Linked DNA regions of Bombyx mori: region 1 is linked to region 2. A link is a contact called in public Hi-C data. All regions are on one chromosome and are shown on one strand. The core of a region is the stretch at or near the end of the contact, and the rest is flanking DNA. Distances in the headings are between cores, read along the strand shown. Region 1 overlaps LOC101735682 (midasin). Region 2 holds the start of LOC101735682 (midasin).

Region 1 (5,601 bases), core at 2,943-5,442, 41 kb after region 2:
TTAGCAACTTGTTGCATTTACTCTAGGAACAAGCTCAGGAACAAGTGGGCGAAGATAAACAGTCAATGGGCCGTTCGGAACTCGACAAGAGCGATAAAGGTCATCGCGGTGAGAAGCAGGTCGCGAACCGGGCTGACGCGACACAGGAGAAAAAGAACAAACACGAGAACAAACCAGGGAAAACAGACGAGGAACGAATACTAGGTTAATAACAAGTTTCAATTTATTATTGCCAGAGCCATCTATTAGTAGGTATTGGCACTAATATATATCTCAATAGCGCCATCTAGTATTGAATCGGGCGGACGTTAAGGAAAATTCGATGCGTTCTAAGGTGGGCTTGGAATGTGAAAATCAATAGATAGGCGTGCAACGTGTAGTCTAGTCTTAGTAGAGTCGAATATAGTGACTCTGCTAATCTGTACTAAATATTAATTGGTACGGAGCATTCTTTTGGACATCAAGATTTTGTTTCCGAGAACTGTCAAATAATGTGCGTCTGATTAAACTTGTTCATTGTATTATCTCTATCCTAACTTTTAACGATATGTAAAATTTTGTCGTGGCCTAAAAGAAAGAAAAAAAAACTGGGAACAAATCACGCACGGTCTTTCGGCCCCACATTAGGATTCCCTTTATTACCCAGGTACCAGTAGCTGATATACATAGTTATATACGTTTCAATATTATATCGTCGTTGCAAATTTGAAATCTCCTATGTGTATAAATGTATTTTTCGAGAAAATCTAATAAAACTACCTACTGAAAAAAAAAAATCTTAGCACGTCGGGTACTTTGATCTATAATAAAATACAAACCGACACTTAGGATTTTTTAAGATTGACGCTTAATAAAGTGGAATATTGAGATATGCACATGGGAGTTTTTGCTGATTATATATATTAGATATTTACTGGTGGTAGGACCTCTTGTGTGTCCGCACGGGTAGGTACCACCGCCCCGCCTATTTCTGCCGTGAAGCAGTAATGCGTTTCGGTTTGAAGGGTGGGGCAGCCGTTGTGACTATACTGAGACCTTAGAACTATATCTCAAGGTGTGTGGCGCATTTACGTTGTAGATGTCTATGGGCTCCAGTAACCACTTAACACCAGGTGGGCTGTGAGCTCGTCCACACATCTAAGCAATAAAAAAAAATGATATTCAAAATAACTTTCATAATATATGAAAATATCATTTTGGCCCAAAATAGGAGATTTTATATTTGCAACGACGATATACATATATAGATAATAAACACCCAAACAAAGAGCAAACCAATCTTTTCATTACACGATTCCATCCAAGCAAAAAAATAAATAAAAAAAAAACACGATTGTTTGCCCGATGTGGGAATCGAACCCTCGACCCTCAGCGCAACAGTCAGGATTGCGAATTACTGCACCACCGAGTCAGTCAAAAGATAAGACCCAGTTTCGATTTCAAGCAATAAGGAACCAACCAATTATAGCTGCACGTTGTTTTATATTGTTTCTACATTCGCATTTTGGTTACGCAGGTGACATTACTGAGAGGAAACATAAACAAATGCAGACATTGAACGTTGAGCGGGAAGATGATAACGCAGAAGAGGGCGGCGATGTCAATGATGAAGATGAAAGCGACGCCGATGCCTTCCAACATGTGAAACAAGCTAAAAAGGATGATTTACAGGTACAAACAAAATCAAACGTTATGTCACTGAAACCAGTTGTAATAATACTAAATAAACACACACAAAATACCTTTATATATATATAAAAATGAATAGCTGTTCTTTAGTCTCGCTAAAGCTCGAAAACGGCTGGACCGATTTGGCTAATTTGGTCTTGAATTATTTGTAGAAGTCCAGAGAAGGTTTAAAAGGTAGATAAATATGAAAATTCTCGAAATTAAATAAAAATAACAATTTTGTTTTACCTTTGATGTGTCTCCCGTCGGACGGATCGCTTGTTTCTTTTATGTTTATTCTATACAAAAGTTTAGGTCTTTTATTTATCGGTTGAGGCACTACGAAGTCTGCCGGGTCAGCTAGCATAACATAAGACATTGTTTGATGTCTAAAATCATACGATTCTTTTTAAAGGATAAGACACCCGGAGTATTCGTATCGAGCGTTGCAACGCTGTTCGAATCTCGTAAACAGGTACCAATTTATCTAATGAAATACGTACTTATCAAATATTCACGATTGACTTCCACGGTGAAGGAATAACATCGTGTAATAAAAATCAAACCCGCAAAATTATATGCGTAATTAAAGGTGGTAGGACCTCTTGTGAGTCCGCGCGGGTAGGTACCACCACCCTTCCTATTTCTGTCGTGAAGCAGTAATGCGTTTCGGTTTGAAAGGCGGGGCAGCCGTTGTACTGTTAGACCTTGAAACTCTTAAAGCGAGTGGCGGAATTTACGATGTAGATGTCTATGAGCTCCAGTAACCACCAGGTGAGACGTGAGCTCGTCCACACATATAAGTAATAAAAAAAATATATATAGTTCAATTTTCAAAGGCGTTAGACGCAGCAACCAAAGAACAAGCCAATGAACAGCCGGTGATACAGAAAGAAGAAGATGAAGGCGAAGAACTGAAGGAAGATGAACAAGTTCCTATGGAAGTTGACGATGAAGAATTACAGGTATAATTTAAAAAACATTTCTGTGACGTCATGTGTTTTACGTCACTGATGTTTTTGTGACCTCTAAAAGCCTTTTAAAATAAGCACAGAATAAAAAATTACTGTGTTTTATTTTTCGAGTTTTGTTATGTAAATGACATCAATAAGACAAGAAATTTTCATACAATCATACAAAAAAACGATAGTGATGTTTTTTTGTTATGCTATTTCGTAAAGTTCTAAGGTGCTAATTATGCTAATAAATAAAAAAAATTATACAATATGTATGTCTTTTAAAAAGGTTGAGAAATCGAAAGAACTTAAACCGGAAAAGATGGGAGAAAGTGCTGAAAAAGACAAAGATAAATCTGGCAACAAAAATGAAACCGGAGAGGAGCCCACTGGCGAAACCGGTATGGAAGTGGAAGGAGAAAAAATTGATACCTCTAGTGTTGCCAGAGGAACTGACACTACTTATCATACACGGTACGAATTGTCTTTATAAATGTTTTTTTTTTAATGGACGTACGAGCTTTTGTGTCATCATTTGTTAAATAGTTTTCAATTCAAGTACATTTTAGATGGTAATTATGTATTATGACTGTAAAAACCAAATATTCAACTTGCACTTAAGGACTTTTTGGCGGGAACGCGAGGAGTGAAGTTGTGTGACTTGTTTTATTTTGTCTATTTAGTGTTTCTTCAGGTTTAAATGTGTAAACACGGTGGTTTATTAACTGTTTCGTATCTGTGAAAGTGCACAAATGTGGGAAAATGAAACCAAGCCGCTGAACGTAGCTTCTCGGGATCCACCGAAAAGTCCACTGAAATAGTCTCAATGAATGAACACCATTTTACTGAGATTATATTTCATCCCATATCATCTCATCTCATTTCATTTAATTTCATGCCAATTGATTAAGTTTCCTTCGCTTTTTATTATTCATCAAGTGTAAATAATTAAAACGGCGAATCATAAAAATCTTATTACTTGACGCTGGCTAATGCACAAACTGTGCCGGAGTCAAAAATTATAAAGAAAAAGAAGAACTTGCCTATAACACTTCGGATACAGCCTCACTTAAGTCGGTTGACGGTTAATCCATATAATGAAGTCAAGGCCGGGATATTGGTAGAGCTTAAAGTAGTAAAGTATTGTTTGTTCTTCATTTAAGGAGCATTCATTGCAATTTGGTGAACTTATTTTCATTCGGTAAAGCAGTCATCAGCGTTAAATTTGCAATGGACAAATCTCAGTCTACAAATTTGTGTGTAGAATTTCTTTTTACAGAAAGATTTGCTCCTAGCGAACCAGGGTTTAATAACTATTTCATTATTTATTTCATCATACCATTTACCTTTGTTTTGATTTATAAGCTGCCTGTCTTCCGAGCCAATTTTTATTAATTTGTTGACGAACATCAGGTCTTGCCATGTAATTGAATAAAGCTTAAAGCATATATTTTCGTCTACAGATTGGAGCAAGAGGATGTCCAACCGGAGGAGATGACGATCGAGCAGTACATGAGTATACGGGAGTGGCTGGCGTGCGGTAGGGCGGGGGGTGCGGGGGGCGCGGCGGCGTGGCGCGCGCTGTGGCGGGACTCGGCCGCGTCCGCGCGCGCGCTCTGCGAACGGCTGCGTCTGGTGCTAGAACCCACTGGACGGTCGCGACGAGCGGGTAAACTATACACACTTTTTTTCTTAATAGCAATATTTATTTATTTATTTCGCACACAATACACATCAAAAGCTAAAAATATGCATAAAAAATAACAAAAAGTAAAAAGAAACAAAATCTGGCTTGCAAAATAAGCCAAGTGCACACGACTAAGCAAGACAAAGTGTTGAATTTGTACACAATGGTCCTTACAACTATACGACAAAACAACACGATAACGAAAACTAATCTAACTTATAAATACTGTGTGACGCGATATGACTCTTCCAGCATTTCGGTGTGACTATATCATTATTAGATTGAAATATTTTTTCAACTTTCAGGCGATTTTCGAACTGGTCGTGCCATTAACATGCGTCGAATTATTCCATACATCGCGTCACACTTCCGCAAGGATCGCATCTGGCTGCGGAGGACAAAGCCGGCAAAACGAGAGTACAAGATCGCTATAGCCGTCGACGATTCCAGTTCTATGTCCGATAACAGGAGCAAAGAGTTGGCCTTCGAGAGCTTAGCGCTCGTATCTCAGGTGAATAAGGGTCATTTTAATTTTTATAATACAGTTAACCCTCTTATACTTATATTAACGGTAGATACGTTCCCATAAAGTCCCTGTTGTGCCAAACCGTGTTATATGAGACTAGATAAGAAGTTTTTTATAGATTGGTGGACGAACTCGCAGCCCATCTGGTGTTAAGTGGTTGCTGGAGCCCATATACATCTACAACGTAAATGCCGCCAACCACCTTGAGATATGAGTTCTAAGGTGTCAATATAGTTGCAACGGTTGCCCCACCCTTCTAACCGAAACGCATTACTGCTTCACGGCAGAAATAGGCGGGGTGGTGGCGTGTGGACTCACAAGAGGTCCTACCGCCAGTAATATGTATATTGCACATTATTAAAAATACCGCCACTATACGGAAAATTGTGTTTGTAATAGTGGATAAATACCGGTATAGGTAGATACCGTGGATAGTTATATACCGCCTCTCAGCGCGAAAAGTATAACTCTGATATTTTCTTTTTTATTAATTTTGGTGCAAAACTATTGACGACACGACTGTTTGATGAAACTTTAAGTGCTTCAAATTAAAAAAAAGAATTTTTTTAATAGGGTCAGTCTTATCAATGTGCGAATATACAGCTTGTTGTGATATTTGAGCAAGCGGTACCAATCAATGATCTTATAACGGGTGTTTTGATAAATACAGCAATAATACATTTTTATTTTTATTTCCAGGCTTTAAATCTACTGGAATCAGGTGATTTAGCCGTTTTGAGTTTCGGCGAGAAACCGAACCTCTT
Region 2 (6,052 bases), core at 2,982-5,481:
CAAAAGTACATGGCAGATGTCACCTCAATTATAGGTGCAATCGACAGTGCAGTAACAACAATGGGCTTTCTTAGAAACGGTTTATATTTCTTCGTTCTTGGTAAGTACTTAGGGGCTGATATTTTTATCTGGGTTAAGAGATTAGGTGTGTCGGTTATTCCATGGATTAATCAGATGAATACCCCCACTCTGAACAAATATTAACATTTTTGTCCACCTTGAGATTTCATTGTTCTTGTTACATGTCTGTGAAAAATCGACTTACTTTTTTTTTTTTTTTTTTTTTTTTTTATTGCCCTTGTAGGCAGACGAGCATACGGCCCACCTGATGGTGAGTGGTTACCGTCGCCCATGGACTTCAGCAATGCCAGGGGCAGAGCCAAGCCGCTGCCTACCGCTTAATACTCTCCACAAGCCTCGTTTGAAGAAGGACATGTCATAGCGCTCGGGAAACACCGTGGAGGGGAGCTCATTCCATAGCCGGATGGTACGTGGCAAAAAACTTACTTATATTAAATTACTTATCTATTTCAACTAAAGACTTATTCCCAATTTCATAGGCTTCTATTGCTGTTTTTAATATTAAAGGATCATATCTCATAAAAGGCTTTGCACTCTTTGATACGTACACGCGAGGCATATCTAAAAATAGAAAACAATACGTAACTGATAATATAGGGGGCCTAAGAAGACGACGTGCAAGCTGCTCTGCACGCGTTTTATGCATGAGCATCCGGGTGATGGAAGGCCGGCTATCCTCAACCCACGCTGGTTCTGACCCAGCGGGGTATTCCGTAGGATAGACCATTCTAACCGGCGCCATCTAGGCGGGCTTCGGATAGTCTGCCGACCGAGAGGGCTGGTGGTCATGGCGCCGACGACCGCCAGTCCGGCGTCCCGAGGGGGAGGGTGATGAGAGAGATGTGCTCCGCACTAAACGCTTCACTTTCCCCCCTTTGCCTTTTCATGAGTTTTGTCATGCGAGGTTTGGACGTTGGTTGTTGAGAGACAGGAGGTTTTAGTCGGTTCGACTCCGACATGCCCCGCCCTCCATCCCCAGTGAAGGGCGGAAGTCAGGCGATTTCTGATAATATAAATATTTACCAAACAATAAAATAACACATTGATAATTTTGAATAAAAGTTCTAGACAAAGACATCATGAATAAACCAGATTTTTACCAACAAATTTAAAATATATTGTTATAACTACATAGACAACCCTACAAACCTGTACCTATTTATACTTAGGTCGTTTCCATTTCACGTATTCTTATCCCAATTGACCCCTTATTCGTTGTTATTTGTACCTAAGACGTCCCCAATATCCCCAAAAACAACAGATTTTTACATGTATTTTTATTTTATCAAATACATTAAAACCAATCACAACTGAGACTCACCTTTAATATATATGCTGGTTCAAACACTAAATAACGTTTATAAATCACAGTCGTCTTCTATTATTATCAAATAAATAAAAGAGAGCAAAGTTTCTAGCACTAAAATAATTACCACCACAGGAAGTTAATTTGAAACCCGATTTTTTATAAGTTAGCAGCTATTATCATTCATATTCAGAGTTGTTTTGTGAACTTTCAACATTCTACTATTAAACTACAAAAAATGGAAGATTTTGCAACGAATATAAAACTTATATTGAGCGTCGAAAGATTTTCCCGTTTTTTTTTCGATTCGCCTCTCAATCCCTAATCGCCCCATTTTACCGGTACTATTCTGCAAATATATTAAGTGTATAATCTATGCTATTCTGTATTAAGAAAAAATATTTGGAGTGAAATGAAATGAAGTTAATTAATTTGAGACATTAATCAATCGGGATGAAATTAAATGAATAGAAATTATCATCATCATCATCATCATCATCATTTCAGCCTATCGCCGTCCACTGCTGAACATAGGCCTCTCCAATAGATTTCCAGTGCGACCGGTCCATTGCCACCTGCATCCAACGAGACCCAGCGCTTTTTACTAGGTCGTCGGTCCATCTAGTAGGTGGCCGTCCCACACTGCGCTTGCCAGTACGTGGTCGCCACTCCAGGATCTTTCTGCCCCATCGACCGTCCTCTCTTCGTGCTATGTGGCCGGCCCATTGCCACTTCAGTTCACTAATTCTACGGGCTATGTCAGCAACCTTCGTTCTTCTACGGATCTCCTCATTTCGGATTCGATCACGTAGAGAAATGCCGAGCATAGCCCTCTCCATAGCTCGCTGCGCGACTTTGAGCCTTCTAAAAAGATCCCTAGTGAAGCACCACGTCTCCGAGCCGTAAGTCATCACTGGTAACACACATTGGTTGTACGCTTTTGTCTTAAGGCACTGAGGTATTTTGGACGAGAAGACGTTGTGCAGTTTACCGAACGCTGCCCAGCCGAGTTGGATCCGTCTACTGACCTCTCTCTCAAAGTTGGACCTACCTAATCGGACTGCCTGTCCTAGGTATATATATTCGTCAACAACTTCAAGAGTAGAACTCCCAACAGTAACTATGGTGGGTGCAACATGGACATTGTACATGATTTTTGTTTTGTCCATGTTCATTTTAAGACCCACTTGTTGAGAAACCCTACTGAGGTCACCGAGCATACGCCCTAAATCTTCCAGCGACTCTGCCATGACCACGATGTCATCGGCAAACCGAAGATGAGTGATGTATTCGCCGTTAATATTGATGCCAAGACCTTGCCATTCCAGAAGCTTGAAGGAATCCTACAGAGCAGTGATAAACAGTTTCGGAGATATCACATCTCCCTGTCTCACTCCTCTCTCATAGAAATTATACGGGATAAAATATAATCTCAGTAAAATGGTGGTTATTTAATGAAACTTTTCAATTGGACTTTTTGAAAGATTCTGAAATGCTGCGTCTTGCGCCTTTTTTCATTTTCACACATTTTGTGCACTTTCACAGATACTAAATAGTTAAAAAACCACCGTTGTTACAAAAAAAAACATTTCATACAATTCGCTCCTCGCGTTCCCGCCAAAAGTCATTTCCAGTAGAAAGTTGCCCATAAATTACCAACTTTTCATTTTAAAGACACAATAATTTTATTTGTAATTTGATATACTTCAAATGGATAATGGTAATAAAAGTAAAAATGAAAGGCGCGCGTGCGGCGTTCTAATAGGGAAACCCCTCGCTCACTACTCTTTGAGTCGCGCTTGGAGCCGACAACGAGAGCCCCTGATTGGTCGCAACGTGCGATCAGGTGCGGCTACCGGTGCAGCCGGCGTGGCGTTTCGGTTGTTATACAGCCATATTATGAAATTTAGTCTTAGTATTCAATACTATTCAATTAATTACGCTTCGTACTGTTTAAATTGAACGATGCAAAATTGCTGATTGTCGTCGTATAATAGATTAAAAGCGGTTGATGGCGTAAGACACCAAATAATAAGATGTTGGAACTTTTATGCCTGGGTGGGTTAAAAACATGTAGTTGGCGGTTCGTTGACAGCCCTGCAATGTGTTCATGTGTTGTCTAATGTAAAATTTGGTAGTATCTTGTACATTTCTGCACAGCATCTTTACCAACCTACACAACGTTAATAAAAGTAGTTGGTTGGATCTTTACAATTTCATCAGCTTCATTTCTTAAAAGAAAAGTAGCTTTGGATACTTCTTAGCCCATTCGTTAGCTGTCAATGAAAGATAAAATCGATATCTGTTTTGGAGATACGCCAGAATAAGTGCCGACAGACAGAAGGTTTATTTTTAAACACCGTTTAATTCTTTGTGTGCATAAAGTAAGAAGCTTATTTTGACATTACAAACACTTCAATGTTGCTATAAATATATTTTCCCTATATAATCGCTGATAGCCTTGAGGGGCTAGGCCAGCTACGTATGTTCTCGTAAGCGAACCCACGAGATATAACCTGAAAGAAATCGCTAACCTAAGCCATAATAAGAGGAGAGCTTCGCTGTATTCACTACCAGATCGGAATCGCAACCCACTGAGAAGATCCAGCAAGAAACTCAGCGGGTTGTGCCCTGCAAGATTTATTCATTAATTATCCTAAGCGAATTCTCGTTCGAATTAGATCAGTATGAGTGCTATTACTTTTGCACAAATTTTTCTTTTGTACAGTGTATGTTTTACATTTCCTTGAAAATCTATGTTGAAAGCACTGAAGTAGGTCTATGGTTGAAAATGACTTTAAAACTAATATGTCGTTGTCAATGTCAATGTCAACAATTCACGTGGTAGACCTACCTACCGTGTTGTGTTTGTTGAGAACGTGCTGCACTTGCGGCACGCTTAATATTAATGAAAATCTCTAAGTTTTATCGTTCTGAATGAAAAAGTAAACTGAAGGCTTGGTAAGATGTCTATTTCATATATGTTGTCTGGTCTAAACAAAATAGGCTCTGAAACAGGAACCCAGGAGCTCAAGATATTATGTGAAAATCTAAAGGTTAGTATTTGTTTATCGTTATTTAACCAAAATATCTATTTCACTTATTTATATCCGTGCATTACCCTGCCAGTATTTACGTACATAGAATTTCAGTGAAATTAAATTTTTGAGATACCGAAAAAGTTCACTTTCGAATTGCATGTTGATAAACAAAGTAAATTCATTAATGGTGATAATTATATTAAAGGCACACATGTGACTTAATTATAATTTATCGTCGAGTATTTAAGGTTAGCACTATTTTCTTATTATTTTGGAGGCCTTCAGAACTAACTGAAATGTAATTAATGAAATGTAATCAAACACCTATTTTTAATGAGAATACAGTTATAATCCGTATCCTATCAATATGTAAATATAAATTAGTAAAAATAACTCCTGGATTGTCCTTTGGTAAGACTAGTATTATTTATCCCACTTTGACACTAAACAAAAATCCAAGATGTATGCAATAAATAATGAAGATGGTTTTTTTTTCAGACATCTTTATCAAAAAAAGCATTAGAAATTCAAGATATTGTGAAAATTTTATCAGATTACATTCTCAAAATTGATGATGCTATATTGTTCAAAACATATTTATCAAATATACTACTGGCATTAGTGTCATTGAAGATACCACTAAAAGCTATTTTCTCCAGCCCTGATTACATAAAATGTAGTGATTCTGAAAAGATTGCTCATTTGGAGTATTCTGTGATATTAGCTACTTTATGTGATCACCCTGATATTTTGCAGTAAGTGTTTGTTAACTTCATTTAGTAATAAAATTTGGACAGTTCTACCTAGTTCGAAAGCTTTAAGGTATGTACAAATAAAATGAATGTTTCTAAGATATCTTCTAAGCATAATTAAACCATTCACCTAGTAGTGATGAATCCTAAAACAATTAATTAGGGAAAGTTTCCTTGTTTTTTAAATACAGTTTCCATAGAAATTTTATAATCCAACTCTAGAATCCTAAACTCTTAGTACTTTCTAAAAATTCATAGAGACATTTTACGTCCATTAAAGCAATTGTTTAGCTGACGTCATTTTTGCTCTAGAAGGTATAATGCTAACCTGTTGGTGAGTCGGAAAAAAGTCTTCCCATCAGTGAGAACTCTGCAAATTATTTTTAAGCAGGACACATCATGTTGTTATTGACGAACATTTTTAATTTTTTATTTATTTATTTATTAACCTTGAAAACATGAAAAACTGAAAACATTAGACTCATGAATGATGATATGAATGCATGTAAATTGATAGTTAAGTTTTTTATTGATGAGATTTCTTAAATTTTTATAATCCTTTGTAATAGTCACTATGTTTGAATTATGTAAACCAACTTCATTTTCAGATATGCCCTTAAATACTTTGAGATCAATAAAGTACCACCATTTGAGGTGTTCATATATCACGAAGAAGGTTACAATGTTGCTCCAAAGAAACGTCGGCTGCTCGACTGCAGACAGAAGATTAATGATCAACAAATAGTGAACTGCTGCTACACTTTACTTACGAAGCTGCCAAACGAATTGTCTGTTAAATGGGATTGGACCAAATTTGTTGAGAACTTCAGTAATCATGATAACGTTGAGATAAGATGGTAAGTAAAAATAAA

The links. Hi-C and Micro-C count contacts between places; a contact is called where the count stands out from the background.
Region 1: a contact with region 2 is called in a Hi-C map of posterior silk gland, with 1.8 times the contacts expected there. The contact joins the enhancer-like site here to the promoter of LOC101735682 in region 2. A contact is called at or near these places in 3 of 7 Hi-C or Micro-C datasets (middle silk gland, posterior silk gland and whole pupa).

Annotation. Positions count from the first base shown.
Region 1 is chr19:8,897,224-8,902,824 of ASM3026992v2, forward strand. LOC101735682 (midasin) reads left to right here. Exons shown (of 41, transcript XM_062674030.1): 34 at 27-204; 35 at 1,517-1,671; 36 at 2,508-2,633; 37 at 2,914-3,098; 38 at 4,088-4,293; 39 at 4,617-4,822; 40 at 5,537-5,601. Among protein-coding and RNA genes, the nearest start is that of LOC101746459, 18 kb to the right of the region's middle. Within about 2 kb of position 4,193, at least 1 of the 8 cell types and tissues checked has open chromatin away from gene starts, as enhancers often do.
Region 2 is chr19:8,856,243-8,862,294 of ASM3026992v2, forward strand. It overlaps LOC101735682 (midasin), which reads left to right and starts at 4,232. Exons shown (of 41, transcript XM_062674030.1): 1 at 4,232-4,443; 2 at 4,927-5,183; 3 at 5,789-6,037. The coding sequence starts at 4,354.